2 separate regions of the Cyprinus carpio genome follow, and region 2 is linked to region 1. A link is a contact called in public Hi-C data. All regions are on one chromosome and are shown on one strand. The core of a region is the stretch at or near the end of the contact, and the rest is flanking DNA. Distances in the headings are between cores, read along the strand shown. Region 1 holds the start of ankrd11 (ankyrin repeat domain-containing protein 11). Region 2 overlaps ankrd11 (ankyrin repeat domain-containing protein 11).

Region 1 (3,355 bases), core at 143-2,642:
TACGTTTCCCGTCAGAAACAAATTCCTCTGTCAAACATGAGAACTGAAAACCAAACCAAAACTGATTTCGTGTCGCCATCATAATATGACCAATCTCATAAACACACTGAGAACTGAGTGTTGCAGTGATCTAGTATTTATAGTCTGACTGGTGCGCTGCTAACCCAGCGTAAATGTTTATTACAGGTCTTATTCTGTATTTCCATAATCTCTGCAGCTACTTCAGCACTTAAAATCAATGTGGAGACGATATTTCCTCCCATATGTGCCCTTGAAACATGCATATATTAACATGCATCCCAGTAGCTGATTTCTGCAGCTGAGCCCGTCTGGCCGTATCCGATTCCCAGAGAACATCAACATGACGAGGATTATTTTCATTTCTCCAGCTTCAGACGCTCAGCTTCAATTATTGCAGACCTTCACTATTATAGAGCTCTACAACCCGTAGGAATGAATAAAGGTGCACAGTCTGACAAAATGCATATATTTTGAGCAATACGCCAACATTTCCTTGACTTCGGGGTGGGGGAGGAAAACAAACTCCCGTTAGCAACGGAGCTAAAGCCGTTAGTGGACTAACCGTGAAAGTCGACGGCGGAGAGGACGTACAGAGGTTTCCCGACACGAAATGGCTTTCAAAAGAGTAAAGGGACGTTTCAAATTGCTTACCTTCTTCAAAACGTGAGCTACATCTACAAAATTATACTTGGTATTCCCTCCCGATGCTTGTTTTTCCCATTTGAGGCCTTCTGCTTCAGCGAGCTCCGATGCGGGAACATCCGAGGCGCGCGACGCTCATCGCAGTCCGCGCTCGCGCCAGCGTGCTAAGCTAATCACTGATAACCTCCTCCAAAAATGCGATGATTAAAATCTCTCAGGGCTCCGATAAACTGGTAAGAGAAGGGATTATAAACTCTCCATCCGCCCCTTTAAAAGTCCACGGGTCTCAGTGACGTTAAGTTTGCTGATTTGGCTTGATTTCAGGTGTAAAATAAAATTCCGCTTTAAGTTAATCCTCTCCGTCCGACTCCTTCCGAACAGTCTCGATCGGCCTTTGACTCGCGCTGACGAAGAGCGGACGCGAGGCGTTGATACGCGGACTGTGATAGGCTGACGCGTATGGGCGGTCACTGTTTGTTCCCCGTTGCAACGGCGAAACTGGCGCCATTGTGGTTCTTGCCAGGGACGCTTCCGGTTTTCTTTGGCGACCTCGAGCCGTAATGGCGGAGACAGTGGCATGTTTTTGCGAGCTCCATTTGAGTGAGAGGAAAATGGAGAGCCTGCTTGGGTATAACTTGTGTAGTAAAGTTGTTTGCTTTTTTTTAAGTAACGAGTGAACAGTTCTACCGGAATTGTTTTTCCTTATCCCGTTTTAATTGAGACTGATCTGAAACACCAGTTTATTTCTATCTACAGCATACTTTATAAATAGTATAAACTGTTTGTCGGTGACGGATTGCGATATCATCAGCCACAGCACGATTTGCTTTCTTTGACTGTTGTCTGGTAAATGTATAGTAGATGGGTTTGTTTTTGTTTTAATTTCGATTTGACGTCACAAGCCTCAGGACTGACACCGATTTCTTGCGATCAGAATTTGACGTCACAAGCCTCAGGACTGACACCGATTTCTTGCGATCAGAATAACGCAATGGCTCCCTCTATTGAAAATATCTTAAACTAGCTGTCTGAGATATATCCTCTATTCTCGACCATCTTATTACACTCAGGTGTTCTGCCCTCACTTCGTATCCTAACATAAAAAAAAAGCTGACTAGTGCGACATGACTATCAACATGACTATATATATATCTTAATAATGACTAATGATTTATCTTGCCTATGAGACCGTAACTATATATATATCTAAATAATAACTAATTTTAAAACATACAAATCCTAAAAAACAATAAACATGACTATATATATATATTATTCCAATAAAACTAAATACTAATGATTTATCTTGCCTATATTTCTGCGCTATAACTATATTATATTTATTTTTCCACTATAACTAAATTTTAAATATCAGATTACAGTCGCTGTCTTTGCGCATGCGCAACTAGAACTGTTTGTAGTTTTTTGGTTTCGTAAACATGCAAGGAGAACTACATTTCCCGTCAGCCGGTGCTCGAGCTGTTTCCGTTTTGATTGGCTGATTCCGAAGGTGAAAGTTGAACAGACATGTTTTTCAAGCCCGCACGGTAAACGTCATTAAAGTTCACGGCTTTAGTAGTCAGTACAGCTTTGTAATTGTATAATTGAAGACCGTTTTGTATTAAAGCATTGTATTTGTTCTGTATATGTGTGATATATTCGAACAGGAGACGCGCTCAGCAGCTATATTTGGCTGTGTTGGATAAGACCTGCAGGATCACAATGACAGATGCATGATAGCACCTCTTAGGGAGGTCACATTAAAGACTGCCATTTGTTTTGGTTTAGTATGTTTATGATCCAAGCGACGCGATAAACCAGCATTAAGCATGGCAGCGCTACTTTTGCAGCGTGGAAGCAAATGTTGCGACAAACGGGTTTGGTCGCTATATTCTCGTTTCAGCTGTTTTCAAACCTACAAAAAACTCCTGGAGAGCAGTGTGACTTCATACTTGCCTTTAGTGACTCCTAACAAACGAGGTCTAAAATCAGGACATGTTCAGGTGGGTTATTCAAACGTCGACCAAGCATTATGTAAACTATGTATGCTACGAATTTATGCTATCCTATGAACAGTAATGTTAAGTATATGTGGGGCAGCTTGCACATAATGTGCAATAAATTAGTCCATTATCTTTGATATATTTATTTAGTCTTTTGGTATATTTTTTGGTATAATTTGTTATTTTTTTTCTTGAGAAAACAGAGCAGATGAATCATCATAATAGCTAAAATCTCTATGATTATGCATGAGCATGACTGTGATTGACCAGGTTGCCATTGTTTCACAGAACATTTTGACAAGGCCTTTAATCCCGAGGCTTATTGGACTTGAGTTCCACTGTCGCCACAAATTGGTCACAAATCCTGTGAAACTTTGGAAACTATTAGGTAAGTTTGAAATTTAGTAAGTAATTAAGTTTTTTGTTTTGGCTGGACAGAGTTGTGATGCAGAACTTTTGATTTTTGAATCTTAATGCTTTTTCTGAATTATGTTGCATGGCATAATGCAAATATGTTTCCACATCTGTCAGGCACTACTCACTATTTCAGCACATCCAACCGAAGACATGAAAAGAAAGAAGGTGAAAAAGGGAAGACCCCAGAGGAGGATGAAGGTATTTTCTGAATGTTTGAAACCATAGTTTACAAACTGCTTTCTAAATGCATCTTATTGTGAATGGTTTGTCTG
Region 2 (3,820 bases), core at 1,318-3,817, 66 kb before region 1:
CAATACAGGCTGTTTACTCCACAAGCATAAACTAACTGCTGATTTTTGAGAATTAAACCGATCAGACAATTGTGGCAAAATCCTATGGAAGTGTGAATGGTAATGGCAGTGTTCTGGTGCTGAATTAGAACATAAACGAGACAATGAGAGGGGGATACAGTGAGGACTGACAGGAGATGAGGGGCAATGTGTTCTCTTCATCACATGTCATAAAATCAACATGACCTCACAACTTTACAACACCAACTCTCACTCACACAATCAACAAATCATCTTTAAATATATCTTGAGCACTTTCGGCCTAGAAGCAGTACTACCAAAACATCTAATACACTAAATCTAATCTTCTAACCTCTGAACAGATTCAAAACCTTGAATCACATCGTAATAAACTGAGACACAAAACCAACAATCCTAAGTCTTTAAAATAAACATGAACTGCCATTTATAACCCTTTTTACTTCTATATCAGTTTCGAGTGAAGCAGGAAATTGGGTGGGACTGCTGAATGTAAGTTTAAGACAAATGTTTTTCTTTGAAACAGCACACACTGCTGACATGTATTAATATGTAGAGAGGTTAAAAAAACAGAATTTGAGAAGACTTTCACCTTGAACTCCATTGCATTTGACATGTGGCACAATAAAAGCAAGTAAAAATGTCTTCTTAGTAAAGCTTCAAATTAATCACACACATTCTCATTACATTCACTGCAATGCCACTTTTTCTTCAGAAACTAAGCATTGCCATTTACTCTCTCCCTTTCATGCTCCATTCCAACAAACATACACACTTGCCCTCACTACCTCTCAGACATGAGCAGTAAGAACAGAAAGTTTCTAGTTCCCAATGCTTTAAATAAGCTTGTGGCTGAGGGGGAGTGTATTAACTTTTTACACACAACTCCACTGTCAAGAAACTTCAGGAAGGCCAAAGACATAGCACTAAACTCTCACAAAAGGAGTGTGTAGCCTTAAAGTAGAGAATGGTGGAGTTGTAGGAGATAACTCTCCAATGAGTGATCATGGCTGTGTGAAAGCTGGACTAGATAGGGCAGGACAGACCTCACACCTGCTCAAGCAACAGCTGCTCTCCATGTCTCTGACACTCCCTGTCCTTTGCCCTCGGCTCCACTCCCCACAGCACTGCCCAACACCTGCAGCCACCCACCACCTTGTCGCCTGCCTGCTGTTTCCTTCTGCATAGGTGCCAAGGCACTGTGCACACACTCACAAACCTAGCAAACCACACAACTTGCCAAGCTCCAATATCTAAGCAGACCACTGAAGAATAAAGAAAATGGCTCAACCATAAAAGTGACTTTTGCGCTATAGTCATTTGAAGCCTTACGATAGCTTTGTGTAAAGGACTGACCTCAAAGTTATGTGATGAAAATCTTTTCTGAAGATCTCAAATCTCTTTCATAGCAGGATTCAATTCAAAAACTGAAAATCATTGCTCCGTTATGGTTCTCAAGACATTGTGAAGCCACTGATGTTTGATGTCACTTCACATACCCTGTATTGAGATGCCATGTTTTATTGTGTGCAAGTGCAAATAAGATTAGGGGGGACGACAGAAGGAAAGATTGTCACCAAATTAAACCATCTCCTAAAACTCCACTGAAAAGCCTCAAATTTCCAGTTTACTATGGGCCATCCTTCCACTAGACCTACAAAACAGAGTCGAGAGTACTACTATCACAGCAGAATGTTTAGTGAAGAAGACAGTTGTACTTTGTGAATGACGGGCATTTAAATTGTTAACAGGTTTGTGTGGGGTCAGATTCTAAGCATACCTAGTAATCTGCCTAGGCAAGAGCCATCAGGTCAGAGTGATCCAAAGGATGTATAGGTGTGAGCATAGTGAGCTTTAGACCTGGCCCCGGCACTGGATTACAGCACCTGTGTGCTCCCGTCCTTGACCTTGAGGAAGCTGTGGGGCCTGTTAATGAATCAGTCTGGACTGGAGTCAACAAAATTTTTGCCAGCTCTCCTTTTGCCAGTGACATCTTAAACACATGCAAAACATTTGATATTATAGCAAACAGCAAATAGAAGTAGCACTATGTAAAATCCTGCCCAAAACACACCTAGATTCACAGCTAGTCCCAACATGCAAGGTTGCAATCTTGCAATGGTTAGGAAACTGGTACTCTGAGAACAGGTGTTGATTTATGTTGTGCATAGATTATTGATGCTGCTGTAACTCTGGGAGAGTATTCTTGAACGTGTGATAGTTAGCAAAGTCCACTTCCTTTGCACTGAATTATGACCATCAAAAAAAAAAAAAAAAAAAAAAAAAAAAAAAAAAAAAAAAAAATTACAAATTCCACTCAAAAATTTGGCCTGCATTTTTTGTCTATTTTGCCATAGAATCTGTACTGATTTAAGCTGACTAGACATCTTTTAACCTCTGTGGTTTTGCCGCCTCCTGTGTCCGCACACTCTAAATTCCATCCTGGAGATTCAAGCAGCTCTCCACCTCTCTGCCAGACCATGACATCACTCCTCCAAAGCTGCTCTATATTTAGCTGTTCACCCCCCATTGAGCCTCACAACTCTAGGCCTGGCTCCCTCCTCCCACTCCTTACATTCTCTTTTCCTCAGATGGCTCATCACTTGCAGAGAGATGAAGAGGAGGGGAAAAGATTTGGTGAGTTGAAAGAGGAGAAAGGGGGGAGGAAGAACAGAGGAAGAAAGAGGGGAGGTGATTGAGATGCCATGAGCTATGGCACCATAAATAAAGGCAACCTCCATAAACTGGCTAGCCTCTGCAACGCTCTCAACCTCCCCTCTGTGCTCTCACGCAATTTCATCAGTATGCCTAGCCACATGAATGCGGCTCGGCATGGATGATGGCTCTGCATTGCAACGCTTTGCCTGCTCAACCAAGGAACAAAGCATCAAAAAAGATAAGGGGAGAGAACAGTGCAATTTTAAATCTGGCATTTGAAAATTCTCCTGGCACAGAACAAAATCCTGGCCCATGCAGCAATTTATTCACAATCACCTTGCTGCTGAAGTCAAAATGCGGTGTGGGGAGGAGGCGGTACCAGAGATGTTAAGGCCGGAATTGCCACGCTCAGCATCTGTGCACAGACATGCTTTTTACAGCCATTCCTCTCTGTCCCAGCCAGACGGAACAAGGCTCTGCAGGTCTAAGCGGAACATCTGGTGAAAGGTTTAGGACAAGAAATGGACAAGAAATCTCCAGTCTCACCGGCAGCATTCAGTGTTGTGTCCAAGCAGTCTACAGCACTGGCCAAACGAAACTTGTGAAGCACTGGGCATACACTTAGCAGTTGGTGATGGAAAGTCCGAAAGCCATGCCAGAGGAAAGTGTGATGGGGAAGGGTGGAAGGGTCTGATTTATAATGTAAAATTGTTTTAACCACAGGCAGAGTTGTAGTTTTTGGGTTCATACAGAAATGTCACAGGTTGACTAAAGTGATACTATTTCCTGGCCATTTTTTAATTCACATCTGCTATGATGACACATTATTTATTTTTTATATTTTTTTTATTTATTTATTTTTGTTATCATTCTGTGTAGGTTTTGCGTGGAAGGCACAAAACAAACTGAACAGCACTGCTTTGTTTGTCCAGTAGTTCTCCGAGGTCCCATGACGTGGCGTAATCTGCAGGCCTGAAGTGCTGTGCCTTTGCCATGGCTTTGGCAGAGATCGAAAAAAAGAAGGAGGGCGGCTGGGGTCTCACTAAAGGTCACAGCCCTGGAAAATCTCAACTGGACGTGTCTGTGGAGCTGGAAATCTAATATGGAGCAGACAGACGTGGCTTTTTATTTCCCCTGACCACAG

Evidence for each region. Hi-C and Micro-C count contacts between places; a contact is called where the count stands out from the background.
Region 2: a contact with region 1 is called in a Hi-C map of red blood cells, with 5 times the contacts expected there. The contact joins the enhancer-like site here to the promoter of ankrd11 in region 1. A contact is called at or near these places in 3 of 8 Hi-C or Micro-C datasets (liver, red blood cells and skeletal muscle).

Annotation. Positions count from the first base shown.
Region 1 is chrB7:36,728,136-36,731,490 of ASM1834038v1, reverse strand. ankrd11 (ankyrin repeat domain-containing protein 11) reads right to left here and starts at 1,392. Exons shown (of 13, transcript XM_042728495.1): 1 at 673-1,392. spg7 (paraplegin) reads left to right here and starts at 2,040. Exons shown (of 18, transcript XM_042728494.1): 1 at 2,040-2,210; 2 at 2,331-2,666; 3 at 2,955-3,054; 4 at 3,198-3,281. The coding sequence starts at 2,493.
Region 2 is chrB7:36,795,233-36,799,052 of ASM1834038v1, reverse strand. The region is part of intron 2 of ankrd11 (ankyrin repeat domain-containing protein 11); the gene reads right to left. Among protein-coding and RNA genes, the nearest start is that of ankrd11, 67 kb to the right of the region's middle. Within about 2 kb of position 2,567, at least 1 of the 8 cell types and tissues checked has an H3K27ac peak or open chromatin away from gene starts, as enhancers often do.